7 separate regions of the Mus musculus genome follow, and all the other regions are linked to region 1. The links are chromatin contacts, called in public ChIA-PET, Hi-C and HiChIP or PLAC-seq maps. All regions are on one chromosome and are shown on one strand. The core of a region is the stretch at or near the end of the contact, and the rest is flanking DNA. Distances in the headings are between cores, read along the strand shown. Region 1 holds the start of Lhx9 (LIM homeobox protein 9). Region 2 has its middle 73 kb from the start of Atp6v1g3. Region 3 has its middle 110 kb from the start of Atp6v1g3. Region 4 overlaps Crb1 (crumbs family member 1, photoreceptor morphogenesis associated). Region 5 overlaps Nek7 (NIMA (never in mitosis gene a)-related expressed kinase 7). Region 6 overlaps Nek7 (NIMA (never in mitosis gene a)-related expressed kinase 7). Region 7 overlaps Nek7 (NIMA (never in mitosis gene a)-related expressed kinase 7).

Region 1 (3,932 bases), core at 1,057-3,556:
CAAACTTATGACTTTTCCTGAGAGTTGTTTTTAAGTTTTCCTTCATTTAGTTTTAGGGTTTTGTTATTATTGTTATTTTTTAATGCCCTTGCTGGACAGAGCAATATCCAACATCCAAGGCCAATTCCAAACACTTCCATCTGAAAATGGGGAGTGTTTAGGTAGAGTGGACCCCAGTCCTATATTTACATTGGGCTTCTAGCCTCCTTGGGTTAATTGACTAGTTCCTTGGGTAGACCCCTCCTCTTCCTCCTCCTCCTTGGGCTCTGAGTCAGTTTAACTGCTGACTTGTAAGAAGGCAATCTGCCCCTTTGTGAGCAGACCTGCTGTCTCTGAAAGGGCCCCTGACCCAGCCCCTCCTTGAGGCCCTTCTTGTGTGCACGTGGGTTTAGAGAGCTCATTGATTTCCATCCAAAGGGGCTAATTACATTACTTACAGTAAATAGCCGTCCTGCTGTCAGGTAGGGCTGCCAAAATGGGGAGGGGGGACTTCTCCAGCTTAGTTCACTTGATTGGCTTCATTTTTTTTGTGTGAAATTGTGTTTTATGAGCTGTATTCTGGCACCCAGAGGACCCTAAAAGCGCCCACTCTGCAAATAACTTTATTTTGACCCAGAAAGGGGAAAAGGTGGGGAAATAGTGGAGACTTGAGTTTCAGGAAGAAGCGACCCCAGGAGCCCCAGAAAGTGAAGCTTTGGGACAGGAAGTTAGGCTGCAGCACTGGGAGTCGTTTCCTCCTCTTCATTTCTTCTCCGACTCTTCCTTCCACTTTCACGTCCTTCGCTCTCTTCTTCCTAAGTCCCCCTCTCATTCACACGGTTCCTTTATTCTCTTCTTTCTTCCTTTCCTTCCCTAGCCCCTTTCCCCAGCTTCTTCTCCTCAGCCTTCCTTCCAGATTGGGTTAAAGTTCCACGTGGAGCCGCCTGGGTGGAGGGAGGCGGCGGTGCCGCGGGGTGCTTCTCCAGCTTTCTAGACAGAAGCCCCGATGCTCGCCCGCAAGCCCGAGAAGTGGTGGTGAAGCCGAGACTGGCGAGCAGGCAGAGAGGAGCGGGAGCGGCCAGGCTTTCTTCCCTTTCGGATTAAGTTCCCGTCGCTGCTCCTGGCATCACGATCCTAGGACTCCCCCCACCCCCACCCCGTGGTCGTTTCAGTGAATCCACAATATCAGAGTATTGCGGTATTGTGGACACGTTTTAATGGGTCCAGAGGGAGGGGAAGGGCCGAGCTAACTAGAACAGAGGGCGACAGAACAATACCATCTCTTGTGAGGAGCAGTCTGCCATCCTGCCTGTTAGTTCTCACTTCCCCGCCTCCACCCAGAGCCTCTTTCACACCCTTCTAAGTGTGTGGAACACTAGCGGCTATTGCCTCGTCGTCCTACCCTAGTCGGGCATCCAGCTCACCCAAGACCTGTGCACGGTGACAAATTCCAAAGGGGACTCTAGAATTCCAAGTTTACCTTCAATCTAGAATTAGGTAAAAGAGTAACCCGCTCCACGGTCAAGGTTCTGTTAAGTATACAGTCTACAAAAGCATGTCCTGGCCTGTACACTCGAAAAATTTACTATATATATGTATATATATATATAGTAAATATATATATTTCCAAAAGTATTACTCAGAAAAGTAGGCTCTCCACGCCCCTTTTTCACTTTGGTGGACGTCTCAGAGCCTGGTGGCACCGCCTGCCCTCGGGGAGGTTAGGCAAGCAGACAACTGTCTGAAGAGTGCTTTTAATAAGTAAGTTAAGAAGAGATGGGGAGCAAGGGAGCATACATTAAAAGTACCGTTTCCGTGGAGTGATTCAAAGTCTGTGGGGTTTTTATACATTTCTGGTGACAGTCTTGTAAAACGGGGATTTAAAAAAGTCTGTAGATGAGAAGGAAACTTAAGGTTTGGAACTGATCTTCTGTGCACTCCTGGCTGGGGTCGGATAAACTAGGATCAAATCCAGGATGCGGACAATAAGGGCTCCTTTACCGCTTTGAAAACATGACTGTTGGGAACTCTTGGAAAGATGTATGCTTGAGGGTGTGTGTGTGTGTGTGTGTGTGTGTGTGTGTGCAGGCGCGCATGTGGGGAGGGGGTAAAGACCCCCTCCTTCTGCCTTTCCCCCAGTCCCCCACCCCTTTGTAATGTTTGTCCCTGCTTGCCCATCACCAGGGGGTTGAGAGGAGGTATGACAGGTCTTTGTTGTCTGAATAAAAATCCGTGGCAGCTCCAGGGAGAGGACTCCTCCTACTAAATTATCAAAAATGGGCTGGCTTTAGTCTCTTAACAAATTGGACACAGCTCCGGCTGGAGCAGTCCCCAACGCAACCTACAGGCACTGGGAACTTGCAGGCAGCCGGGGACCGCTGAATCTAGCACTTCGTTCTCTTTCTTTGTGTTCAAAACTATTTTTCTTTCTTCCTTAGATTTTGTTTTCCTCCCCCCCACTTCAACCCCCCTCGGCAGTTGTTTTCCATTAGTAACTCGATCTCTCGCTGCAGTTAGAATCGCCTGCTTTTCCCTCCGTCCGCGTTTGTTTGTTTTCTGCACATCTCCTTCTGGAAAACCCTGGATATCCCCCCCCCCCGCCCCCTTCCCCGTCGTTCTTTTGCCTCGGTCTTTTCCCTCTCAAGTAGAGCTATTTCTACTCTGTCGTTTTCTTCTTTCCTCTCTTGTCCCTGTTCCCCAACGCGTCTCTACGCTTCTGCATCGCGCAGCCCTGTGCGGTCGCTTTTGCTTCTTCACTCGAATGAACTGAGAGCCCCAGGCGTGTGTTTATGGAAATAGTGGGGTGCCGAGCCGAAAACAATTCGTGTCCTTTCCGCCCCCCAGCCATGCTCTTCCACGGAATCTCCGGAGGCCACATCCAAGGTATCATGGAGGAGATGGAGCGCAGATCCAAGACTGAGGCCCGTCTGACCAAAGGCACTCAGCTCAACGGCCGCGACGCGGTAAGGACCAGTCCGGGCGCGGCGCCCGGGAAACAGCGAGTCTCCCGGTCCGCCCAGGTTGGGGATGGCGGGTCCCGGGGACTTTTGCCTAGGGATGTTCGCAAGGTTTTCACGAGAGGCGTGCTTGCTAGGCAAGGTTCCCTTTCCGAATCGAGGTGTCTAAGATGTTGTAGTCCTGAGCTCTCCAGTCTTTGTATAGCAGCTGATCCCGAGCCGACAGGGCAGCGGGCCTTGGAAGGAGCGGGCGTGCTCCCTGCCAACCACAAACTCCAGTCTCCCGCGACCTGGCCGCCAGGCCGGATCCGCCCGCCCCCAGGGCAAGCCTTGGTGCAGTTAATAGGGGGACTACTTACCGGCCTGGCGTCCTTGCCCTGGGATAGAAGACAAGACCTTCAGAGTAGACCTCAACGTTCTGGTCCTTTTCCCATTCTTCGGAGCTCAGCACCCGAAACCAGAGATTGTTAGGGGCTCTGCAGGACAGTTCAGCTGCTCTGGTCGTCACAAAAATTGCGTTTCTCTTCCTTATGGGACCAGTGTATTGGATAGTGGGAAATCAAATCAAATAAAATGCGAAGGAGCGGGTCCCTAGTCTAAAAGCAAGAACATGAGCGCTACAACCTCAAGAGATGGAATCTACTATTGCGGTTCCTATTCGTAACAGCAGTTATTATGTCTTCGTGAAAATACTAGTAACCTAAACATGTCCCCCTTCCACGCACCAAAGGGGGAAAAAACTACAGAAGTCTGCGGAGATGATTCCGGGCAAAGAGTGCTTTGTAGACCCTCTGTATAACAGCAAGGACTGTAGCTCAAACTGACCCGAGAGGGCTCTAGACAAGAACAGCGAGGTTTTGGGATAATAGTCCACTGTCGCTATTTGTATAATTAATTCAGTGAGAATCCAATATCTGAGTAAAGGACGAAATTTATCCTTCCCATGCCCACCAGAATGTAATAAGGGAAGCCCGGACTGTTTCTGCTAGTCTGAGG
Region 2 (3,932 bases), core at 810-3,309, 500 kb after region 1:
TCCGAGCTAGCTGACTGAGGGGTGTTGACTGTTTCTGAAAAAAAAAATGGTAGTACCTGTAATTATTAACTGATTTATTTTTTTTCTCCCACTAGAGGAGACATCATCACGAAGTAGGAAGATGTAAAGCAATTAGAAATATTCTCTGGCACCGTGTCAGCAGCCCTCCTGGCTCGTCTTCTCTAATTAAATATGAAATGTTGTAAAGTGGCTCATTCTTGCAAGTTTTCTCTTTTATTTCAATGGTGTCCATACACACTAGAAGAAAGAAAAAAAAACCCATAGGCATAAGGGTTCAAATTGACCAATCTGTAGATGCTCAGAATTGAATTTGGGTGAAAACAGTTCTAAGTTTCCAATAATTCAATATATTTCTTTTAACATTAGCTAGAAATGGCCATGTAGTTCAAGATGCCAAATGCACTCAGTATGGAGGGAGGACACTGATTATTTTAATGGATTTGTTTAAAAATGTATAGTGTTTTCTGCTTATTCAGGAAAAAATCTAACGATTTCATTCACTATCAGGAAGAAAAAAAGCAATGCATATGTTATATATTTATATACCCACAATAGATCACAACCACAGAAGTAGTCAATACCATGGATGACAGCTGGACACAGCTACATAACTGGTGAAACAGAATACCCTGCAGAGTGAAGTTGCTCAGACTGGAGACTGATGCTCCTGTGTGAGAATGGCCCTTCCTCCTCCAGTAGAATTCTATTAGCTATAAAATAATTTCTGAAAAAAAATTATGTTTGAAATTTATGGAACTTAAGTTTTTAAAATTTTCCCACTTGCTTTTACATCAAAAGCAAATCATAAGCTAAATTTATTGAGGTTAGATTTTTGAATTTTGAGAGGAGAATACTGCTATGGAGTAAAATTTAGTTTTGTGTAAATCTCAAAAGTTGAGGGGTTATTTTAAAGAGCATGGCTATAAGGAGTGTTCCATGAGCAGTTTGATGGGGAATGCCCATTGCTACATATTGCAGGAGAAAGACTTTTGGAGTTAACATCTGTTTCTTCATTCAACTTTTACCTTAAAAAAAACCAACCCACTAGTTTTCAGAAGGGGAACCAGGACGCATGTGCCTGTGAATTAATGCAACTTATTCTCATCATTCGCTATTGCTGTGAATCTTCCCAAAGTAAGCGAGCATCCACAAGCGCTGAGGAAGAAGTCATAGAGTATCGAGTGTCTTTGTTTTCTTCCACCTAGCTGGAGGAAGGCTGGCAAGCTCTCAGGATCAGGCACTCCCTCAAGATTGCAAGAGCTTCCTGGCTTGATACTGGCCAGAAATAACACCACAGAATGTTTTTTTACAATTCTACTTTTGGGTAAAAACAGGAAAGGGAGAGGCAGGTTGAAATTAAATTTAAAAATAATAAGATGGATATGAGCAGAAAGAAAATATAACCTTTTCTTTTCAGTTTGGGAAAAAATAAAAACGAACTCTGATCATCCAGATTGTTCACTTACGTGCTTTTGAGTAGGGGGATTATGGAGTGCTTTAAACATGTTCCAGGATTTCTCTTTACTTTTTCCCCACACGTGGGCTACTGAGCTAAGCTGACCGTTCCTCACTCACCTCTCGGACCTGGTAGTCACTCCACTGGAAAGACTCTCTGCTGTCTCAAGTGCTCGGTCGGAGCAGGCGAGGTGCTTGCACACTAAAGGGCCTTTGCATATTCTCAGGACTGAAACAATTGTTAATATTTGTAGTTGGCTATTACATTTCCCATCCCCATCCAATCAGTGGTTACTAAACATGGATCATTTATATAACTGCAAATGCTATGCCAAAGCGCTAAATCTAACATTTGACGGGCAGAAAAAAAATATTGTTATTGAGTACAACGTTATTTTTCAAACTCTGAAGGGGATAGCAGAGTAATATGAGGAGAACTCCCGATCTTTTGTCTTTCCATGCTTTCTTTCCGGTGTCCGTTGTCAGAGTGAAGGATAAACATTTTTTCCCCGTTTCAGACTATTGTGGTATCCTCCTGGATTCCCTTTGAAACGGTCCCCACTTCCCTCTGACACCATTGCTATCCTCTACCCAGCAGCGACCGTGGACCAGCAGCGGCACACGGCAGTAAACGCTCAGCTTTTTCTTCAAGGCTTTTCTAATTTTTAATTAAAAAGAAATGCTAGATTCTTGCTGATCACCCAGAGTGTGACTCTCCATGGTTACCTGTCACTCAAAGAGCTCCCGCTCTGAAGAATGCTAATTAGCCCCGCTAAAGCTCTGTAATTGAACTGGAGAGATGACTGAGGAAGTGCAGGTCTGCCTTCATTCAGAGCCCGCCTTGCCATCTAAATGGATGGAGCCATCCTGACAATGTGAAGACATAAAGGGAGAAGAGGAGGAGAAAGAAAAGCAACAACATTCCATCTGCCATTTTTTACTCTTAGTTTTTAAAGTAATTATCAAGATGTAACCTGGATACCGGAGTATGAATAACAAAAAAAAAAAAAAAAAAAAAAAAAAAGGTTTTCTTTAGCCTTCAGAGAATGAGCCTCACGGCCACCTGCTTGACAATGCTCCCTATCGTAGTGAATGCACTGAACTGTATAAAGATGAATCATTTGAAACAAATAGACGCATTAGGACATCAATGTGGATAGCCAGAGTGATGTTAGGCGGATGCTTGGGAGAAAATAGATTTCATTTGAATCGGGGTAGGATTCGGATCTGATAGTTGACCTTGCAGGAATGCTTGGTTATTTTTGGAGTACAGGAACAGAAATCTGTGCCATTGCAATGTCCCTCATACCTACCAGCTTGGTGTTCAGATCCCATCCGTGAGCTAGAAAACCTTAACCCATCACTGAGTTAGAGAAACAAAGCTGGTGTGGACCTGTTCTAAAGTTTTCATCTCCTCTTAGTCTGGTTTTTAAATATTCAAGTGACAAATCTGAAGTCGACAAGGGATAGTCTAGTTGACATGATAGGACAGCCCGTTTAATATTGTCACGGAATTGCGGCTTGGACATGCTAGGACCTTAACATATGAGAATTAAAATATTAGCCACATTGAACTCTAGCAGACTTTATTGGAGCCAAGAACAGTCTGCACACTGGGATCCTGTGATTGAGGGCTGTGCTCATAATCAGGGGATGTTGATGCTCAGGAAACAGGAAGTGGGTCCCCAAACAGCTTAACTGATTCCAGGTGGGCTTTGCTGTTTTGAATGGGGTCTCATTAGCTGGTCGCCTGTGACTTGAAGAAGTTTGATGGCTATGATTAGCTGAGAGTCATAAAAGATATACCCATAACTCAGCCTTTCTACTCATGCCTGTTGGGGGTAGTTAACTATGCCGAGAGACTCAAAGTAAGGTAGTATCCTCAGGCAGTACTGTGTCCAACAACTATCACAGGCACTCAGGCTTGGAAACCAAGGCGTTAGAGAAGCAGTCGAAGCTCCAAGCCATGCAGGGAATCACAGGGCTCTCAACCCAAGCTTATCATTTCAGGGGATAGATAAATGTGATTTGGTTCTAGGTAAGAGAGTGAACAGAGTAAGATCCACTGGATTGGAGTAATTTATCTTTTCTTTGTTCCATTGCAGGGTCTGTACGGACAACAGTGCTTGGTACCTTTCCTATGTGCTTGCTGTCCTTCATATGTGCTTGGGACCTTTAGTATGTTTGTTGAGTGAATGAATGAATGAATGAATGAACAAGCATATTCTTAGACCACTTGACTTCTCCAGAGAATGCTCAGATATTTGAAAGGTTAAACCATCCCATCAGATGATTTTCCCTTCCCTTCCTTCCTTCGTTTCTTCCTTTGTTTCTCCCTCCCTTCCCCCTCTCCTTCCTTGTTTCTTTCTTTTCTTTCTCTTGTTCATGCTGGCAGTGAATCAGTGCCCAAGTTAAACTGGGTATGGTGACTTTGACAAATCTCTTTTAATAGAAAG
Region 3 (3,932 bases), core at 719-3,218, 460 kb after region 1:
GTTACCATCTTTGTAGCACAGGAACTTGCATGTGGTCTGACTGACAACAAATACCTATTAATTATTATCCAATAAGCATTTGAGAAAGAATCTGTCTTCTGTGATGCCAGATAAAACATAATATTCGGTGCCTATCTGGGAAAATTTTAGGAAGATAAATTTGACACATGAATATTGAGTCATCTAGGTTATTGCTTAAATACCAAATTAATGAGGCAGGTAATATTGTCAGTGGGGAGGAGTAGAGGTAGAGATGGGGGAATATCATAAACACTGTGTGAAGTTAAAATGTTAACCATGAGAGTGTTCTAGGGAGAAGGCTAATTCGAGGAGATTCAAACTTGTGTGCCTCAAAATTCCCCTCCATTCTAAAGCATTGTATATTTTTAAGCCATAAATAATGTGAAGAAGAAAATAATCATTTCATCTAGGTTCCACCCAAGAAATGAACAGGAAAAAGCACAGTAAGAGGCAAATAGATGTTTCCAGGGTACTTAGGTTTAAATGCTTTTATTTTATCATTTCCATTTCCTGAAAAACCAGGGGTGGTTTTCTTTCTTGATACAGAGAGCAGAAGAGGGCTTGCATAGCATTTTCTTTGCAACATCTTCTGGGTTGTGAATTCCTTCTATTCATAGCTATACCAGTGGTTCCCCGTGGTTTTAAACTGTGGTTCTTACAACTGCTACTTTAGATGAGTCTTAGGACATAGTCCAATGAGAGAGGTTCAGAGGGTGTTTCAAGTCATACAGACAATAAAGAGTCAGAGATAGATGGACCACATCTTGGAAGTAATGTCACTGTCTTGGGAAGAGACTCTATCCATACCCCCATTCCTTAGAACTCTGAACTGAGAGATTCAGGTTATCAGTGTGGCAATATTATATATTTTAGTTTCACTTTTCATAATTACCCAATATTCAAAAAGGTCAGGAAAGGATGGAATTACAAGGGCCCCGGTACATGAGTCTGTAGCTGAAAGCACACCAGCAGCTGTCTCATCTAGTTTATGGCTCTCAGAATCCGGGAAACTTCAGCTGTTTATCAGATCCATAGATTATATGTCAGCTCCTTCAGTCAGGCATTGTTCTCTAGCCACACATCCTTATGAGGCTTTGATTGTTTTAATAAAGCTTAGGTATCCTTCTAGGACCAGTATGTTCTGATATGGTTGCCAAGGTGCCAGCCAAGGGGGCTGAGTGGTGTCCGTCTGTCTTGGATCTGGCTCTGCTGCAGGGAGTGGGGGAGGGACTCTAATTCTCACAATCCCCAAATGTGGTTTCCTTTAGGTCACTGTTTCTTCGGTGAGGTGAGTGTTGCCTTTGGCTCGTCTCGACTCTTCAAGTTACTTTTCTTGTTCAATTCTTATATATGTGAGACACTGAGTAGCCTCATTTTGAAAAGGAGTTGAATTCACCCATCAAAATCCCCACCCCCTCATCACAATAGACTCCGTATTTATGCATTAGAAATTTTATACATGTGTGTATTTCCACAGCTGACTATCACTCTAATGTGACAGTAAAACAGATGATTGACATTGGGTTGTTTTTTTTTTTTTTTTTTTTTTCTTTTTTTAATGAAGGGAAGCTAAATTCTATTTGGTCTGGTTTTGCCTAGCACAGATGCACACAGCTTCATCCCTGATTCTTTATTACTACCCACAGGCTAAAACTCGGGCTGTAAAGCAAAGCTTGATCCGTAATTAAAGGAGGACCTCGCTTCAGTCACAGATTCGCAGAGGCTGTGCTGGGCAGGCCCGCCAGCTGTGGATCTTGCTCACCCGGCGCGCGCCTGTGATTGTGCGGCCCGAGTTTCTCCCAGTCATTCCCATCTTATTAATGCTTCAGTGTAGCATAAAGCTTCATTCATTATTCATAATAATCCAGTCAGAGGGCACTTGGAGACCTGATAAATTCTCACCTAAGTGACAACGGCTGACAGGGCCTAGGGTTTTATAGCCCTTCCCCTGCCGTAGCAAGGAGCTGTGGGCAAAGGTCCAGAATGATCCTCCACTAATGACCAGTGTGATATACGAGCAGCTGCTGATTTTCTGACACAAAGCTCCTTGGCTGAGGCTCCCACCTGCAAGCTGAGAGCCGGAGATGAATATCTGTCAGACTATAAAATGCGGGAACCCGACCACAGAGTCTTGGGCGTTAACGGGTTAACTCTGAGACCACAGGCAGTAAGTCTGAGGAGGAAAGAAGAAAAGCCACAGCCCAAATCCCACAACAGAATGAGTGTAAATATGGGATCGTGTCAATGGGCCAACTGATGGGTTCTTGATTCTGCAGATTCTAATTTGTGGTACCCACTCACGATGTTCTAGGATCTGGGAGACTGATTTATAAAAATCAATCGGTTTTTAAAGAGTACGGATTGCAATTTTCATAAGGTTAGGAACTTTTGAGTGTACTGTCAGTTTCCGAGGCTGCCTTTGCTCTCAGGAGATGTGGACCTGGGCAGGACCATTCTTCTTTGTTCATGCTAGCCCTGCTCTTAAAAGTACATAAGCTGTTCTTTCTCCATCACAAATTGCATTTCAGAGTGACTGAGGTTAGTGCGTCCCTGGTCCAGGTTTACGTACGAATGCTGACAACTTTGGAGATGTTTTTTATTCAAGATTTTAAAATTAATTTTCACGTTATGGGTGTTTGCTTGGCTCTAGTTCAGAATTTTAAAAATGCATAAAGTTTTCTTGTCTTAGGAAAATAATGGGGGAAAGTATATCACAGGAAGTGGGGGCATGACTGATCACCTGTTACACAAGTTTGGCTTCTAACACCTCCCCCCCCTCTGTCTAGTGTACATGATATGTACATATATGTATGTTTGTATGTGCAGTTTTATATGATTATATGTGTATTTTCTCACACAGTGGAAATCCACCTCCAGACATCTCCTTTCCACGAGGAGTTTTTTTTTTTTTTTTCTAAATATTCTTGCTGTTTGCTGTAACTACCCTCTCAGTCACTTTTCCCCAGCAGAGGACTGATTCTCTTCGACTATTTGAAAGAGGAAGTAGGTATATTTTCAGGGACCTGCTTTGCTCAACAATTAACTACACAGTGCACTCTTCTATGCAGAAGTTTTCGTAGGCCAGGCACCAGAGGAAACTGTGAAACAGGGTGTGTAGGCTCTGTACTGGGAAGCCTGCAATTGTTGCCAGACACATACTGAGATTTAAAAGGGCTCCCATTAGGGTAACTGTCCCTCATAAGGACAACCACTGGATGTCAAAGATAAATTCACTTTTTTGGGAAGATAAGAACTGTTAACACTGAAATCCATCTTTAGTCCTCTGCCTAGTATCCGGGATGCCAATGCATTGCTTTTAGGGGGTGTCTGTAATTAGACACAGCTTCTGTTACCTCCATGATTCAGTAGGGACGGCTTCTATTCTTGTTATTTCCCACTATGTATTACACTATGTATTATTTGGAAACAGGACTTAATATGAAGATCACACCAAGGGACACAATAGCAACAATGACAAAATGGCTAGAAGCTTGTCTAATTCTACAGACAAGAGGTGGATTTCCTTTTTCTCCTGTGGCAAGTATACTGTTGGACATTTTTTAAAAGCCTCTTAGAAATATATACTGATCTTTATCTTCAGAGGTCAAGATACAAGCAAGTATTCAGATTCGATATCTTCTTTGTCTTTTTGATCATGACAATCTCAAAGTGAAGCCTACCTGCCATCTGTTCCTCTTGTCAGCTTCAATGAATGAACTGGGATCCATTGCCTCTTCCTTGAATCTGGGATAGCTTTGTGGCTTGTTTTGACCACTGAATGTGACAAAGAGAAAGGCTGCTTCTGTTTCAGTATCAGCCTTCAGTAGAGTGTCAGCTGCTGTCTTCTTATTTTTAGAAGCTCTTCCCATAAAGTAGGGATGTCTCAGAGACCACCATGCTGCGGGCAAGCT
Region 4 (3,932 bases), core at 501-3,000, 370 kb before region 1:
AATATAACAGCACTGCCCTTCTCCCATGATCTTGGAAACCTTAAATCTTTTCCACATTGGGTCAAGTGTCAAAGGCATTCTTAGTTTGCCCTAAATGTGCTTCTTTGTCCTAAAACCATAGTAAAGCCCTGTAGTCAGTCAGAGGCAAAGGAGCCATGTGTTTTGAGGAATCAGATATAAATACTATGACATCCAAGAGGATTAATTGCCTTTCTCGGGAACATTAGGAAATGGATGTATAATTTTTAATTATGCATACATTTCAAACTTTCCATCAAAGTCAAATTATGCTGATGTTAGTCAAAGCTACTATCAGTATTGATTCAAGAACCTGCTGATGGAGTGAAAATACACAGCAACTTGTTAACAAGAGGTACAATTATCTGCAGCTCAGCAAATAGTGCCAGAGTTACATGTAATATGCTGAGCTCAGACAGCCATGGCGAATGGAGATCTCTTTTCTTCGCTTCCCTGTTAGTATTTACACTTGGAAGCAATACATGGCTGCAATCTAAGTGCTGCACCTAAAACGCGAGCTGATGGCTTGATACTTTGTTTCCTGACACTGTGAATCGCTACCTTCTTAACCACCGCCTGCTAGGCTCAGCTAAGACTGCGAGCAGCACAGAGCTGTTGTCTACGAGCAGCAACCCTGGAAGATTTTCTGCATTGTTTAGTTGTTTTGTTTCTTGAGAGACATGCTGGGTGTTAAAAACAGAGGACTGAATGTTGTGAATTATGGGTCTCTTTCTTTGTTCTTCCGCTAAGTATTTCAGTGCACAACATACACGAGCACACACACACACACTATAGACACCTTCCTTCTCAGTCACAGCTGTATACTAGGCACCTTCCTAGGACTCATAAAGAAAACCTCTCCACCCACGAGCTTGTTCTATTGAAGCTTGCTCTCCTATGCAACACCCTAAAAGAATTAAGAGAACATTGACAAGCCAGGAAACATGACTAACTATGAAAGTATTCCACATAAGAAGAAACTTGAACAACCAACCATGTCACCGTGTAAATATGCCACGCACTACCAACAACTGAAATTACAGGGTAGATTTGGCCTTATATTCCTTTGGTTTCCTCCAGAGGATGCAGCTGTGTGTGATTGAACACACTGTGTAATTTGAATACCAAGTTTTCAGATTGCCAGCTGTGTGACTCTGGATAAACTGTTTAGATAACCTTTAAACAGAGTCTACGTTATTAAATAGTGAAAATTTAGATGTGATGGCATGCAGTAACTCCAGAACATATTAGATCCTTAGTGTGTAATTAATTTCCCCTTTTCTTTATACCACCCTTTAGTTCTGAAGTATTTCATGGGTAACTCCATTGTCAATAATGAGCTGTATGTTAGAAAGATGAATCACCTGGATCGAATGTACTAGTAACCAAAGATGTAGATGTTATTTTTGTAGTAGAAAGGACACGCTTATTCTAGGCTCCAGAAACTAGGAAAGTGATCCTTAAAATAGTAACAATTGAATATTAGTAAAAGTGGGCAATGAAACTCAGTGACCGAGGACCAGCGAGTCAAACCCACTGAAGTATAAAAACTTCTTTTTACATCATGGTAGTTTTATCATGTGGACCACACAAAGACGAGGACTTGAGCTGAGTTGTGCCGCGGCTTGCTTTCTCCTGTGGAGAAATCCCACTGTTGTTAAATCACAGCAGATGGCTTCCTTTGACACCCAGTGCTGTCACTGGAATGTAAATGTGTCTCCTCACAACACTGAAAATACCAAGGCTGTGTGTTTAATCTGTGCTGTGCAGGCAGAGTGACCCTGAAAAGAACATGAGCTCCCAGCACGTTTGGAGAATTGGCGCGGATCCTGGTAAACAGAATTGGGGAGGATTTTTCAAGGTGGTGACTAATCACGGATTTCTCCCTGGGGTTCCTAGGCCAGCCACATCCCCAAGGTGAATAATCTAAATGGTGACTGAAGTGAACAATTACAGGACCCAGGGAAACTCGTTCTAAAGGGGTAAATGGGTGTGATCTAAGATACAGGAATCATTCAGAGCATGAATTCATTCTAAATCCCCCTGGGAGACTTAAGAAAACAAAAGCTTCCCCAGATTTCAGATCATTTAACATAGGGAAGGTAATATTGGTTCTAACAATTACTTCAAAATTCGGGTGGGATGGGGGAGAGTGTCAAATATTGGCATTCTGCAGATAGGAGAAAAATGTCCTTAGCAATAAAATTGTCTGGAAAGAAAATCCTGTTTTGAGAATATTACTAGCAAACTGGACAAGCAAACTATAGTGACATGCTCCAGGGGCATTATTTAATTTTCTTAAATAGGTCTCAGCTGAAGAGAAAGTAATGGCTCTGATCTTCATTTTATCAAAGCAGCTCTTGAAAATTGATCATTGGTAACGAGGTGGTTTTTGTAACTTGTCCTTGACACTTTGTCATGAAGGGACAGGGGTCTTCTGCTCCTCACACTCTATTGAGCAAGTGTCAGATATATTATTTCAAAAGATGATGATGATGCTTTAAATACTCTAATCACTGTACACACATATGTAATCACATAGACTTAGATATACACACTATGTAATCACATAGACTTAGAGACTCAGAAATGTCAAATGTAATTTCAGCTACATTATCAGATCTAATTTTTAGTAGTCTATTATAATTTGGCTCAAGTTTAAAGATAAAGATCTGTTGAAATTTGACAATATTTTTATGTTCGTAGGAAATGCTGTTAGATTTTGCCTTTGCTCTCCTCCAAGAAGAAATGCTTAAAACTTCTCAGTGCTAATATAAACAAATTATGTACCCAGTTGGGCATTTGGTCAATGGGAAAAACTGTTAGAAAACTCAGACATGGTTTTTTTCCAATTCTGCTAATTTTAGACTTTTACCAATTTGAAATACCAACTTTGGGAAGGACTCTTTATTTCTAATACTGAGTACAACTTTAAGAACTCCTCACAATGTGAAGATTTCTATCTTTGCTGACTGGGAATGCAGACCTACCCCACCTCCAGGAGCACAGTGTCCTCTGTTCAAATGTACCAAGTCTACTTGGAAAAGCAATGTCTGGGCTGTGGGAAGCTTCCCGACATAGCATCATGCACATCCTTTGTCTTCCACAAGGCAGAGCTTACACCTGAAAGTCTGATAATTTGATGAAAGTCGACGGTGACAATAGAAATAGCCACTCCCAAGATTATTTAAAGGGAGGTGCAGTGTACAGACATCCATCAATGAAACAGATGCACAATGGGTTTTAGTTCTATGTCTTCTCTTTAAAATAAGAATAGACTAAATGGCACAATCGATTATATAAACAAGGACTTCAATGACAGGCTGTCAAAGTTAAAGTTATACATTTTACATGGGTGACTTGACACCATACTTTATCACCTACACAAGGGGAAGTCAATTTGATTCTGGTCAATAAAATACAACCCTTAGAGCTGAGTTGGGGCCAAGCTGACACGGAGTGGCAGATTCTGGCTATCCGACATTCACTTATTCTGGGAGGGGACACAACTGGAATTGGCACTTGCTGCCATCTGGGGTGTGTCCCATAGTTAAGTCCAATTTGATTAATAAACACTTAGTTATGTCAAAGGGACGATGCAGCCTCCTGAGCACCAACGCCATTCGTGCCCCGGTAATTTAGTGCAGGTCTGAGTATAAGTGGGACTAGTGATTCAAAAGCTGAATTTACTGCAGTCTCACAACTGTTGAAAATTAAACTACATGTGCTGCAAGTTAGGGGTTACCAGGCTATCTCATTATAGGAGGCTGTCACCCCCTCCCTCCCCCGCACACACACACACACACACACCCCAGAGGTTGGAATCTTTGCTGAATTACTGAGGGATTTATTTGAATGTAGACTTGGACCAAATAATTTTCTGCTAAGTTGGCCATAAATCCTCAGTAAAATAA
Region 5 (3,932 bases), core at 831-3,330, 340 kb after region 1:
GCCTGTTGACCTTTTGTAGTTTTGCCAATTTCAGATTTCTTCATTTAGGGAAAACTGACCATTCCAGTGGTGTGCGTTCTCTGATGACTAAGGACTGCTCAGGGGACTTCACGGTGCTCTTGCATGAACTCGCCACAGTTTTGACTGTGAAATATTATGAATTGGTGACGTGGCAGAGCACGTGCAGCTGAGTGTCCATGAGGGGCCCACGCTGTTTGTGTCTCCTCATGTATCCAGGCTATGACAGGAGTTTGGTATTACTATAGATTTTGCTGGTGATTTTGCGGGAGGGCAATATTGATAAGAATTGGCTTCTTCGTATATTTTTTAAGTTAATCACCTCGTATGTGTGTGTGTGTTTTGTTTTTAATTTTTTTAAACCTGGCTAGGTAGCATTAGAGTAATTCAGAGCATAATTTGGAATCAAAGGAATATTCTCCCTTTAAACAGCCTAAAAGTAGGTAGGAAATGAGTTCCTAAAAATGAGAAGAAATTTAGCACCGGCAAATTAGATGAAAAGCTGAGCTGAGTTAGTGTGAAAGGAAGAAGTTTATTGGTTCTTTCAAGGCTAACAATCTCAGTATCAAAATTGAAACAATTATCCACATTGTATAATTACCTTTGAGAGGCAGGATCCATTTTTATATATGATCACCAAAATAAGTTCTTCCTTTGACCCTTCCCACGTTCATTCTCGGGGAACACATGTCTGGCTAATTTCACGTGTTTCCCATGTTCATTTTAGGATCAATCTCACTGCATTTTCTTGAACTACCCCCACCCCCAACCCCCTGCAAGAGTTGGGAACTTTTACAAAACATTTAATCTGTCTTCATATTCCATATGTCCTCATTTACCTTTTGGTGTAATTTAGCTTTTCAGAACTATCTGTAGCATCAGATAGATGTATTTTTCTACCATAATCCACCAAGAAATTACCATTAACAATGAAGGAGTAGGAAGCCCTTTTTCAGAACGTACTTTAAACTCGGGGAAATTAGACTTTCAAATATTCCCGAAACCTTTGAAAAAAAAAAAAAGAAAAAGAAAGAAAGAAACCAGGAGTGCGGTTTTAATTGATATGCAACAAAGTAGACTTTACTAATTAAAATCAAGATGCTGTGCTCTGCTACATGGACCTTACATGCAAAAGTAGGTTTTACACATTTCCTTTATTGTTCAGTGCAGCAATCGCATCCTTACAGGGTTGTAGGTTGGTGGCTTACAGTTCAAAAAAAAAAGAGAGCTGCCACCAGGCCCGAAGACAGACAGTGGGCTTTCGTCCCTCCGACACCCCCAGAATACTAATGAGGAAAGTCAGACCCTGGAGGTCAGAGAGCGAGTCAATCATTCTAGCGATCGTCTCAGTGTGGAGGATCAAATTAGCCTGAAAAATTCAGCTGCTGGGAGGAGAGGGCGAGCAGCTGTCAGGGGCAGCGCCAAGATGCACTAATGAACCAGATGAATAGTGCAAAAGCTTGAAAATAAAAACAGGACAGTTGACATTTTTCATCTGTCAGAGCGGGAGATGCATGAAAATATACTATTCCTGTTTAACTCCTTAGGGGACATTCAGATTTTTTTTTAACACTCTGCAGTATTGAGACAAAAGTAATATAATGAACTCCTATCATATGATAGAAAATGGATGTACATTTACTTAAGGTCTTAGGGAAGCAGAGAGATGGGAGCTCATATCGACAGTGTATTTTTAAGGTGGCATTTTTTTTTTTTAACATTTGGCTTAATCGTATAGTGTCCATGCATTTTAAATGTAAACATTGCTTATGATGGTGGGTCCTCCTTTAGAAATTCTTGCTCAGTGTTGTGTGTTTAAGGCATTTAAATTGTTATTTATTTTATGTTCGTCTTGTGGGACATTCATTCCCAAGGTTATTCGGTGAGAGTGTGTGTAGGTTTTATATGAAATGTGGGTTAGGTAAGAGTGCATGTTAAGTTGCCTTCCAGCCGGGATTTCTAATCCTGTCCCCCTCCTGGCTGAGGCTGTGAAGGAGTTAAAGCCCAGCCTGGAGCACAGAAGACAGATGAGAGCCATTTTCAGCTTGTCCTGTCCCCACTGACGCTCACTGAGTAGCACAGCATGGACCAGCGTGTTTCACACACACTCTGCCTGTCTGGGGAATGTACACATTGTCCTTCCAAAATCAAACTTATTAGCACATGGAGAAAAGGGTGACTGACTCCAGGGCAGCCCGCCTCGCCATGTTGTATTCTTGCCGCTGCGGCTCAGAGACTGAGAAGGTTTTGAACAGGATGCGAACATTTTAAATTGAATTTTTAGTTTGTAACCTTGCTTACCAAGTAGCTGCTTGTGCTTTTAAATGTCAAGTTGAAACCATGTCTTAAAATACATTGAAATTCAGTAATGTCTCTTTTAAAGTGGTTCATCCACGAAGTCATGTTTTTTTTCTGCATTAAAAAAAAAAATCACCTTTGGATACTTTGAATTCTATTTAGGAGTTATGGATTTTTTTTAACACATTAAATGTCTCTGAGATGTTATTAAAAGAACAGTTACCATTTAAGCTATTTAAGGATCAGTTACAATATAAAAATATTTTCTTTCATAAAATAACCTTAAAAAAGAATATACTATGTATGATGAAATGACGTGCTGTCTGTTCCCTAAGTCCTTAAATTATTCAATTCAATTTGATATCATCTTTATGTTGTATTTGATCATTACATAGTTGAGCCATACCACTTAATAGCTGTTTTGTGATGAAATATGGCTGTATACACACACACACATTATCTTCCATCTTTTTAATATTATTTTACGTTGTATGAGTTATGCTAGCTATTTCTCTTAAGGAATTTTAACTGTTTCGAAAAATAAAATTAATATTTTTCACACTTAATGCTCAGAAAAGGGTAATCATAAAAATCAAAATGATCATCTAATTTTTATTTTAAGTATTCGTAATTATTTTCTACCTCAGTGCCCTGTACCTGATGGTCTCACCTTTAGAGTTACTTTGTACGTACAGCAGTTTCACTGGGAGTGTCTTGCAGATGGCTGCACTGCAGAGTCCTTTCTACGGCGACAAGATGAACTTGTATTCTCTGTGTAAGAAGATAGAGCAGTGTGACTACCCGCCTCTCCCGTCAGATCACTATTCGGAGGAGGTGAGGACCCTTCGGCCCATACGAAGGTTCATTTTGTCAACGTGCTTTACTAAGGGATTTTCCTTTACTCAGAAACACAGATGGATGTCCAGGTGGCAGAAAGAGCGCTTTGATTCCTTACATCTTCTGAACCTGGCTGTTAGATTAACTCTGCAGCTCACGATTTGGAGTGGGCCACAACGCAACATGTGAGAGAACCATAGATAGTTGGCTTTCCTGATATAAACCCATTGAAGGCAAGCATTATGACCCAGCACTGCCCCCCCGCCCCCAGCCTCATGTGTTCTCAGGCCCTACCTCTCAGACGAGAGAACAATGAGAACTCACTTTGGTCGACCTTCGCTCCTGGTGTGTCCCAAATCTGAACTGTGTACTTCTCAGCCACCTGTCTCTGAGCCTTTTTCCTTCTCACTCCTTTCTCCTTGGGCAATATCTGTCCTATCTATCACCCCTCACTGCTTCAGCCACATTCCTCTGGGTGAGTGTGTTAAGGTTACTGTGTTAGACCTGTTTATAAAATACGTTGGATGGGACTGGCAGTTTTCAAAGGCTTTCAGCTCTGAGTCCTTGCTTGCCCTGCTAATGCACTGGAATGAGTTGTTTTGGCACTTCCCCAACATCCAGTTTTTCATTAAACAGTGTCTTCCATTTTATCCTAATATATCATGATTATTTGAGGGGCGTGCAGAGTAGCAGTGTCCCGGGTCATCTAAGATGAGCTTACGGGCTCATTTGGGACTTCTCATCTGGGACCTACCTATGAAAGTACCACAGTCTTGGAC
Region 6 (3,932 bases), core at 460-2,959, 310 kb after region 1:
AGCAACAACAACAAAGCAAACAAAAACAACAAAAGAACCCAAGAAAAGGTTCTGATATACTGAAAGTCAGACTCCCCTGTCTGAGAAGCCTGTTAGAGGGCACCCCCTGGAGTCAGTTCTCAGTAGTTATGGGAGAACTGTGGACACAACCAGGTGTCTAGGTGCTCTCTATCATGTGGCAGATCCTTATGGAATCCCTGAGCAGGGAAGGGAACTCGGCCTCTGAACGTCTCGTCTGGGCAAGTTGGTAAGCATGATGAGAGAAGGCTGATGAGTGGGAAGCAGGTACTGGAGAGGTTTCCAGCACTGGGGGGTGGGGGGTGGGGGGTGGTGCTTGTCTCAGAATCGCTGTGCTCAGTGCCTCCCACCCACCACTGTAGAACCTTATGGAGAAGGCAGATTAAGATTCTCCTTCCCTCCCTGCCTGGTCCCCCAGTAAAGGTTGAGGGTTCTGGCTGGCCATTGGGTTGCTTGAATAGAGGGGTGGAAGCCTTCTCCTGACATTAGGGATAATTGGGCAAAACATGGAGAAGAGTTGAGGTGTACTTAGGTGTGAAGGCTGAAGGAGGAGTGAGGATTTGTCACACGGAAGACAAGGCTACTTAGTGCAGGGACAAGCTACTCCATTCATTTATTCATATCCTTCAAAGTAGGAGGGGCCAGGAGGTAGTTTGTATGTGGGAGATTTAAAGTATATGTGTGTACATGTGTATATATTAGCTCAATATAAATACAAATATAAATATATATAGTGAATATATATAATGTACACATGTATGTGTGTGTGTATATGCATCTTTACTACATTTTATGTGTGATTTCATAACAGTGTAATACATGTGTTTTTAGAGATGTTTCTACTAAGTTACAGGAATGATTCTTTTTTTGAAGATGAATTGATGTTAACTTTTGATGAGTAATTTGGGTAAAATTTGAAGCTGGCAGATAAAATCTTTTATAAATGATTCAGAGGATGCCAAGAATGTATCAGCTATTACCTACTTGACCAACTAATAACTTCTGCTTTAACCAAGAATAAAATAAGTTTTGAAGCCCAGAGAAACTTTGGCTTGAAAATAAATAAATGCTTCCTGTACGCGTGTGTTATGTAAAATGTCTTTTTCTTTTTACAAAACCCCATATCGTTTTCTATTTCCTGTCTTCCCTTGCTCATTAAATCACCAGGCAGCTTTGACTCCGTGCTGGGAATGACTTATTCCAAAGATTCAGCCTTTACTTTTGTCTTGACATGTTGACTAAAGAAAGATAAGACGCACGTTTCCAGTTAAATCTATTTGTAAATCTATTTGGTTCAGAAAGCGTTGTCACATTAAATGCACCAGGACTGAGTATCTTTCCCCAGGGTTTAAAGAGCAATTTTTGATATTGTTGAAGAGTCAGTTAAAAAGTAAGTCAGTTAAAAATAAAACAACTCACAATTCTAAATTGGCTGAAACATAATTTGAGGTAAATATTTATTATTTCCATGCCGCATGCATCCAGGTGTGCGTGTGTGATTTTCAAAGGTACTTGCGCTTCTCACTCTCAGACGTTTATTATTAAGCCAGTCTTCCGTCTAAGAGGCGCTGCTTATTCAGATCTGTGGCTCTGCCTCTGTGAGTCTTTGATTTTTTTAACCATCGAGGCCGCCACTCTCCTTTCTCTTTCTCTTGGGCTGTTCCCCCACAGGGATTCCATGATTACCCAAAGTACTGACTCTTCTAAGAAGCTTTAGTTATCGCAAGCCCTGTGACCAGCAGTTCTAAGAACAGTATCAGTGTTCATCATTAGGCGAGAATTAGTCATCTCTCTTGGTGTTCATCTGGAGATAGATAAATATGACAGGGTGTAATGTATCCCAGACTGGTTTAAGACTACAGCTGACAATTACCTCCGACTAAGTGTGTAGGGTTCCTTGTTTCTTCAGGAAGGGTGACACTGGATACATTTTACTCATGGTTGCTTTCTTCTCATCCCTGACTCTGGTGCTCATTTATAGCCAATCCATCCCTTCTCCCTCTAACCTCTATAGACAGTGATTTAACAACAGGCAAAAACCCTCACCTTCCACTCGCCTGCCTCCTTTCCCCTCGGCCAGTTGCTCCTCCAGCGTCTCTGTTTACTGTAAAAACTGTATGAGTCACTACAGTAGACGGAAGGGGCCGGGCTTCAGTTATTTAGTCTAATAGGTTTATGGATGTTGTACTTGTCTTAAATTTTAAATTAAGATTCTCAATTTGATTTTTACTGTTTTTAATTGGGACATAATTATAAATCTTTATAGTGTACATTGATAATTTACTACATGTGTGCAGTATGTGATTATCAGACCAGCATAATTCCTGTCATTTGTTTTTGTTGTTGTTGGGAAGCTACAAACGCAGCTCTCTTAATTCCTCCTTAAATTAAAATGCATAATCAGTTATTATGCTATGGTTTTTGTCGTACAGTGTGTGCTCTAGAATGCTCAGAACCTACACCTGTTCTGTAACTGTCCCTTGTTACCCATCCCCCACCCTCAAGCCCTTCTTAACCTCTAGCGACTGCTGTTCTGATATACATGGAAGGTGTGAAGTATCCTTTCCCTAAGTACAAAGATTGGCATTCCCTCACTACTTCAACCTACACATCTACCTGACTGAAGTAGTAGGACTTAGTTCAACTTGTTGACTAAAAATGTCATTCGTTAAAATAGTGTTGTATGAGTTTAATCAGCTTGCAGTATAAGAACTAAGATTTGAAAAAAAAAAAAGATTGTTTTTTTACATTTTAGAGCCTTGAAATTTCTTATTTTCAAAGATACAGGAACATCCTTTTGGTTATATGTTTTTGTGTTTTCTGTCCTCCTTTTCTGCATCATAGCAGCTCAAAGAGCCACACTCTTTTCTTGAAAACGTAATGCCAAAAATGTAGTGTGTCTGAATGTCTATTTATATGTACCTGGACTTAGTATTTAACATAATAAAATTTCCACCTGGTTGTCAAAGGACCAGTCATCACCCTTTTTGCTTTACAGCCTCCCCGCCCCCCAGCAAGAATACAGGTCAGACCATTAGAACTGTCTGTACCAGCAGAGTGGGGGTTTGCTACTGAAATAATTAACAACAAATGCTGCTTGCCCCGCTGATGAGCTGCCTGACCCTTTGTCAGTCGTTTTACAAGCATCCTTTTCTTCATCTACAGCACTGGAATATTCTTATCCTTGTAAGGATTAGATGGGAATTAGATGGTTCATGAAATACACTCAGTATATGGTAGCTGTTCAATGTACATTGCTTATTATTGTAGTATTCTATTGACCATCACCTCATCCTGGTTATTTGAGCAATAGATGTGAGTGCCAGTATATACTCTGCTGTTTGTTGGCCTTTGGAGGAAAAGCATCTAAGGTTTTTGTTGTTTTGTGTTCACATAAGATAAAGTTCTTTTGGACATTCACAGTAAATAAATGCAAATAAAGCTTGCATCTGTGTGAGTGTGTGGATACATATGTAGATGTATATGTGTGTGTGTGTGTGTGTGTGTGTGTGTGTGTGTGTGTAGAGGGAAGAGAGAAAGGGAGTCTTATAAAGAATTTACATGTTAGCCTAAAAATGTAGGTCACTGTTTTACTAAATAATTCTAAACTTCATTTTTAGATATTTGATTTAATGGATGCCAAAGCACGTGCTGATTGTATCAAAGAAATAGACCTCCTTAAGGTAAATAATGATCTATAGGCTATTTTGAATATTTCTGAAGAGGTTGATAAAATGACTTATCAAAATGTTACATTTCCAAGTAAAACACGTTTTAAGGCTTACTTGGTGACACACTGGTTCTAAGTAACACTGCATAAGTTAGAGCATGTGTGTTTTGGATACTATGATTTTTATTTATGATAAAATAATTGAATCATAATATTATGTAAAGTCAACTTTTTCAAGTCAGAA
Region 7 (3,932 bases), core at 458-2,957, 280 kb after region 1:
AATGCCAAGGAATGTCTATATGTATTCTGAACCAACGTAGCTCTGTGAATACAGAGTGCTGACTGTGTCTCTGTGCAGAGTGACTTGACTCAGGATAAAGATGAGAGAGCAGCATTGTGGTATGGTGAAGGGCACTGTTTTCAAAGAGTGCAATTGGGTATCCATAAAGACAACCGATTTCCTTTATTATATAAATATAATTCCAGACAGCAGTCTAAATATGGAAGACTAAAGAATAAATAAAATGGGGGAACTTATATAAGGGAACTGATTCGTAAGTAGCTTATAAGACATTCATCAGAGAGAAGTAGATGATCTAGACTGACTGCATTATAATGATGAGTTTCTGTTTACCATTGAGAAGGTTTTCGACAACTCGTGTGGCTGAAGATCAAATTTGCAGTGCAAATGACCTATATCCAGAATATTGTTGCTACTGTTTAAAAGGTATTCTAAAGGAAAGTTTAGTATTATTTTAGTAAAGTATTAGATGTGCTGGTATTTTTAGAATGTAAAGAATAGATACAATTTAGGGTTGCTGGGGCGCTTAGCCCTAGTCTGGGGATCTTTGTGTGCTATTAGTCTTCCCTCAAGCATGGGATGTCCTTGATCTGTTTGCCCGGAGAAGTGGAAATGGTGTGCTAGTGTCTGATTATGTGAACTAAACAGAGCTTGGGTGTAGCAGGTGTCAGCAATAGAAGCGGAGGGTGTCTTAGTGAGTTGTTCGGAAGCATCACAGGAATCTATCATATCTCCGTGCATGTGTCGGGCCCGTGGAAGTGGTGTGAATTGGTAATGATTGCGTTCTTTAAATTTCAGCTTTCCGTTTTTTTGCAGAATCCTGAAGTCCCAGTTGAGTCAGAATGGATGAACAATCACAAGGAATGCAAGGGCCGCCCGTTACTCAGTTCCAGCCACAGGTAATTTAATTAAGCAGGGATAAGTGTGTCTCTCTGTTAAATATGTGGGAGTAAACCAATCAAGTAAGCCGCAGTCAAGGAGCGGCCAAGTGGTCATTTTGAATTTCCAAGTTGTAGTCAGAATTACTGGCTTCTACGTGCTTCCTGAGGCTCGGTCCTCGTCTTCAGCAGGACAGGAGGGTAGCTCTAGCTTATGAGTTCATCTCTTGACTTCTTGGCTTTGAGGGTTACTGATAGTCTGGGGGAGGCGAGGAGGGGAGGGGAGGCGAGGTTTAGGAGTGTCTCTGCATTTTGTACCCACTTCTGCTTTGGCTGGCAGCTCTTGACTTCCATCATATTCTCTCTCTCTCTCTCTCTCTCTCTCTGTCTGAATTTTTTTTATTATGTTATTCCTTATATCTTGTAATGTAAATTGTTTTTGTAAAACAGTGTATACATACTATTGAAATTCAACTTGGAGTTTCCCAGCATTTGTTGTTAAGGTGCCCCGCAGAGCCCCATATGCAATGGATGCTTACAGTGTAAGCTTCACTTTCCCAGGTGGCACCTCATTGTCCCTACTGTCGTTCATACAGGCTGCTTCTCAGCCTGGTATTGAGAGGTCTTCTACAGCAGCCCTCACTTACGCTCCACTGGCCTTGCCTCGGTTTTGCTCAAAGGTTCTCAGTGTTGAGGACCCGACAGGACTTACAAGTGAAATCTGTAGTGGAGTGGGTGTGTGGCAACGTCCCCACAGACTTCCGCGTGCAGTGCGCACTGACTCCCAAAGCGGGCATGTGTGACGCCCATATTGGTCTCCACACTTGCTTAGTCTGTGGTTTCATTCGTTTCAGTGCATCTGTTGGCTTCTCCCAGCAGCACAGCTCAGAAATGCAGCCTACAGAAAACTGTCTTTGCTGATTCCCTGAACTCACCCATGTTCTACACGCCTTCCTGCTCGCTCTTTAGTTTTTAAAATCTGGTCCATCCTTCCGGGACCATCTAAAGCGCCAGCACTGCCGTAGGGCCTGTCCCAACTCCCGGTCTTCCCACGGAAACTTGATGGAGGATCTTGATGTTTGTTCTGGTGTTTCCTGAATCTTTGTTATCTTTGTTTCGTTTGCTCATGTGGGCATTTTCCTTAGCTCTTCTTATTAAGCTAAATCTTGTGAGAAAGGATACATTTACTTTGGACACTGCTGAGCTCTTATTTTTTTTTTACTTGTAGTAAGGCTCAGGTAGATACAGAGTTGAAGCCAATCAGGATGCCCTTAAAAGGACCATGTTTAATCATTCTCAAATATATATATTTAATATACGTTGTGTTGCTATGTTCTCTGTACTTGAGTTTTCAGTGTTGAGAAAAACCATTTAGAGCAAGAATACTTTTGCTTTCAGGATTGGCTCTATCAAGTCTATCTGTAACTTTGTAACGGTCTTAAGTTACACGATCAAGATTGTTATAAGCAAATGGTATTAGCTCTACCTAGTTTAATGCCATCTCATCCGATGATGAGACACTGAGACACCATTATTACACCGTTCCTAGCAAAGACAATAAAAGAACACCTCTAAAAATTAGGGAGTTCATGTTGTGATTCTGAAGTTCACAGTTTTGGCTGGTCCTGTGCTTCAAAGAAAAAAAAAATCCCCTTTTTTTTTCTTTTTTTTTTTTTTTTTTTTGCCTCCTACTGACTTGCCAACCAAGAAAGGTCGGGGCGGCAGTAGGAGGCAGAAATGAAAGTAATTGTTTTCTTATGAGACACTAGGCTGCCACACAGTCTAAATTTCAAAATCATAGACCGGTTCTGCATCTCTTTTCACACCAGTCCTTTCGTTTCTGCCTCCTGCTGTTGCTCCTGTGTGGGTGGACCGACCACTTTCCCTGTTGGAAACAGGCAAGTGTCATCCCAGGCTTGGCTGCCTTGTGGCAGGCATATGGGGGGAAGGGAGGGGCTTTCCCCTTTCCTCCCCTCTGCCTTCAGACTGATGGTGTGAGACAGCGAAAGAAAGATTACCTGACAAGAGCTTATAGGCGTTATTGCTTATTAAGTCTTTGAGAAATGTTCCTGCTCTCCGTAGCATTTTAAAAGACAGGGAAGGACAGCCTGGGCTTAGGGTTGACAACCTCCCTTTGTTTTGTTCCACACCATTGGTCTGAATAATGGGGGTGATATGGTAACATATGGTTAGCCCAGTGACCCCTTCACTTTTGTAATGCTAATGGCAGCGTGGACACAAACAGAAACCTAAAGAAGTCAGCCTTCTGTGTGTCGCATGGACACCAGGTCTGATGGAGTGATGAGCAGTGTATGTTCTTAGCATGGCTCTCCTCTTCCTTACTCGAGAGGCGCCTATAAGCCCACACATAGCCTGGGACCTGTGCTTGCATTTTTAGTATGGTATGAAGCCCTTTGTGTTTAAGGTTTAGAATATGGAACTTGTGTGTTTTTATTTATTTATTTGTTTATTTGTTTATTTGCATTGCTGCTTCTCTAGTGAAGTTAAGGCAGATTTTTTTATTAGCTTTCTTGTTCTTCCCCCCTAGGTGGTACGCATTACCATCTAGAGAGCAGTGACTGGACATTTTATTTGATTCTTCTGTCTTTCATTACTCAGGTCTCTTGTAAGACAGTAGATTTCCCTTTTCCTCCTTTAATTCAGACTGTAAAAAACGTGGGGACAGAAAAGGTAAAATACTACAGGAAGATGACTGTTAAACAATGGAGTGTTATATTTACATTTTGGTAGAGGTTTATGACAGTTTGTGGCTATTTTCATTTTTAGATTTTAAATGAGGAGGGTTTAATGTTGCAAAAAATATGCATAATGTTGCATATTTTAATTCTAAAATTATATAACAGTAATCAGAGTGCAATGCTAAAAATTTCTAGGGATATTAATTTAAATAATGATCATAGGCTTGAGTTGTGGGGATTTCTACTTTTTTTTTTTATAATTTGAAATATTGTAATATCTGGGCTGTCTGTGAAAGAACATACACCAGAACTACATGTAAGAAACAGCCTGTAC

Evidence for each region. A called contact is a pair of places that touch in the nucleus more often than the background predicts. ChIA-PET counts read pairs in DNA pulled down with a chosen protein or histone mark. HiChIP or PLAC-seq counts read pairs in DNA pulled down with a chosen protein or histone mark.
Region 2: an H3K4me3 HiChIP or PLAC-seq map of forebrain shows a contact between it and region 1, with 7 times the contacts expected there. The contact joins the enhancer-like site here to the promoter of Lhx9 in region 1. A contact is called at or near these places in 9 of 39 promoter capture datasets (the HPC-7 cell line, cranial neural crest, embryonic stem cells and 5 more), 12 of 484 Hi-C or Micro-C datasets (CD8 T cells, LSK cells, the P5424 cell line and 9 more), 11 of 115 datasets of contacts at active chromatin or transcription factors (the NIH/3T3 cell line, T-cell acute lymphoblastic leukemia, embryonic basal ganglia and 8 more) and 3 of 9 other capture datasets (embryonic stem cells, liver and macrophages).
Region 3: a contact with region 1 is called in an H3K4me3 HiChIP or PLAC-seq map of embryonic forebrain, with 4 times the contacts expected there. The contact joins the enhancer-like site here to the promoter of Lhx9 in region 1. A contact is called at or near these places in 5 of 39 promoter capture datasets (the 3T3-L1 cell line, HPC-7-derived erythroid cells, cranial neural crest and 1 more), 5 of 115 datasets of contacts at active chromatin or transcription factors (embryonic forebrain, embryonic hindbrain, embryonic limb bud and 2 more) and 2 of 9 other capture datasets (adipose tissue and liver).
Region 4: an H3K4me3 HiChIP or PLAC-seq map of stem cell-derived neural progenitor cells shows a contact between it and region 1, with 30 read pairs. The contact joins the enhancer-like site here to the promoter of Lhx9 in region 1. A contact is called at or near these places in 14 of 39 promoter capture datasets (the 3T3-L1 cell line, the C10 cell line, the HPC-7 cell line and 10 more), 1 of 15 datasets of contacts at CTCF or cohesin (the NIH/3T3 cell line), 1 of 484 Hi-C or Micro-C datasets (bone marrow-derived macrophages), 18 of 115 datasets of contacts at active chromatin or transcription factors (the 230-238 cell line, bone marrow-derived macrophages, craniofacial prominence and 11 more) and 4 of 9 other capture datasets (adipose tissue, liver, macrophages and 1 more).
Region 5: a contact with region 1 is called in an H3K4me3 HiChIP or PLAC-seq map of embryonic forebrain, with 4 times the contacts expected there. The contact joins the enhancer-like site here to the promoter of Lhx9 in region 1. A contact is called at or near these places in 5 of 39 promoter capture datasets (the 3T3-L1 cell line, embryonic stem cells, hippocampal neurons and 1 more), 1 of 484 Hi-C or Micro-C datasets (the N1E-115 cell line), 6 of 115 datasets of contacts at active chromatin or transcription factors (astrocytes, embryonic forebrain, embryonic hindbrain and 3 more) and 2 of 9 other capture datasets (adipose tissue and liver).
Region 6: a Hi-C map of the N1E-115 cell line shows a contact between it and region 1, with 3 times the contacts expected there. The contact joins the enhancer-like site here to the promoter of Lhx9 in region 1. A contact is called at or near these places in 4 of 39 promoter capture datasets (the 3T3-L1 cell line, the C10 cell line and pre-B cells), 2 of 484 Hi-C or Micro-C datasets (the HPC-7 cell line and the N1E-115 cell line) and 3 of 115 datasets of contacts at active chromatin or transcription factors (embryonic forebrain, embryonic hindbrain and embryonic midbrain).
Region 7: an RNA polymerase II ChIA-PET map of effector CD8 T cells shows a contact between it and region 1, with 5 read pairs. The contact joins the enhancer-like site here to the promoter of Lhx9 in region 1. A contact is called at or near these places in 1 of 39 promoter capture datasets (hippocampal neurons), 1 of 484 Hi-C or Micro-C datasets (embryonic stem cells), 3 of 115 datasets of contacts at active chromatin or transcription factors (the NIH/3T3 cell line, effector CD8 T cells and embryonic forebrain) and 4 of 9 other capture datasets (adipose tissue, embryonic stem cells, liver and 1 more).

What each region holds. Positions count from the first base shown.
Region 1 is chr1:138,840,818-138,844,749 of GRCm38.p6, reverse strand. It overlaps Lhx9 (LIM homeobox protein 9), which reads left to right and starts at 2,306. Exons shown (of 5, transcript NM_001042577.1): 1 at 2,306-2,942. The coding sequence starts at 2,769.
Region 2 is chr1:138,344,423-138,348,354 of GRCm38.p6, reverse strand. No RefSeq gene overlaps it. Among named protein-coding and RNA genes, the nearest start is that of Atp6v1g3, 73 kb to the right of the region's middle. Within about 2 kb of position 2,059, at least 39 of the 459 cell types and tissues checked have an H3K27ac peak or open chromatin away from gene starts, as enhancers often do. A contact at or near this core is called in embryonic basal ganglia, embryonic forebrain, embryonic limb bud and 2 more, where this site is marked.
Region 3 is chr1:138,383,472-138,387,403 of GRCm38.p6, reverse strand. No RefSeq gene overlaps it. Among named protein-coding and RNA genes, the nearest start is that of Atp6v1g3, 110 kb to the right of the region's middle. Within about 2 kb of position 1,968, at least 53 of the 459 cell types and tissues checked have an H3K27ac peak or open chromatin away from gene starts, as enhancers often do. A contact at or near this core is called in embryonic forebrain and embryonic limb bud, where this site is marked.
Region 4 is chr1:139,207,844-139,211,775 of GRCm38.p6, reverse strand. All of the region lies in intron 11 of Crb1 (crumbs family member 1, photoreceptor morphogenesis associated), which reads left to right. Among named protein-coding and RNA genes, the nearest start is that of Gm41960, 42 kb to the right of the region's middle. Within about 2 kb of position 1,750, at least 43 of the 459 cell types and tissues checked have an H3K27ac peak or open chromatin away from gene starts, as enhancers often do. A contact at or near this core is called in embryonic basal ganglia and stem cell-derived neural progenitor cells, where this site is marked.
Region 5 is chr1:138,497,794-138,501,725 of GRCm38.p6, reverse strand. Nek7 (NIMA (never in mitosis gene a)-related expressed kinase 7) reads left to right here. Exons shown (of 10, transcript NM_021605.4): 9 at 3,037-3,150. Among named protein-coding and RNA genes, the nearest start is that of Nek7, 120 kb to the left of the region's middle. Within about 2 kb of position 2,080, at least 54 of the 459 cell types and tissues checked have an H3K27ac peak or open chromatin away from gene starts, as enhancers often do. A contact at or near this core is called in embryonic forebrain and forebrain, where this site is marked.
Region 6 is chr1:138,534,133-138,538,064 of GRCm38.p6, reverse strand. It overlaps Nek7 (NIMA (never in mitosis gene a)-related expressed kinase 7), which reads left to right. Exons shown (of 10, transcript NM_021605.4): 4 at 3,639-3,701. Among named protein-coding and RNA genes, the nearest start is that of Nek7, 84 kb to the left of the region's middle. Within about 2 kb of position 1,709, at least 53 of the 459 cell types and tissues checked have an H3K27ac peak or open chromatin away from gene starts, as enhancers often do. A contact at or near this core is called in the N1E-115 cell line, where this site is marked.
Region 7 is chr1:138,558,691-138,562,622 of GRCm38.p6, reverse strand. It overlaps Nek7 (NIMA (never in mitosis gene a)-related expressed kinase 7), which reads left to right. Exons shown (of 10, transcript NM_021605.4): 2 at 838-920. The coding sequence starts at 864. Among named protein-coding and RNA genes, the nearest start is that of Nek7, 59 kb to the left of the region's middle. Within about 2 kb of position 1,707, at least 60 of the 459 cell types and tissues checked have an H3K27ac peak or open chromatin away from gene starts, as enhancers often do. A contact at or near this core is called in effector CD8 T cells, where this site is marked.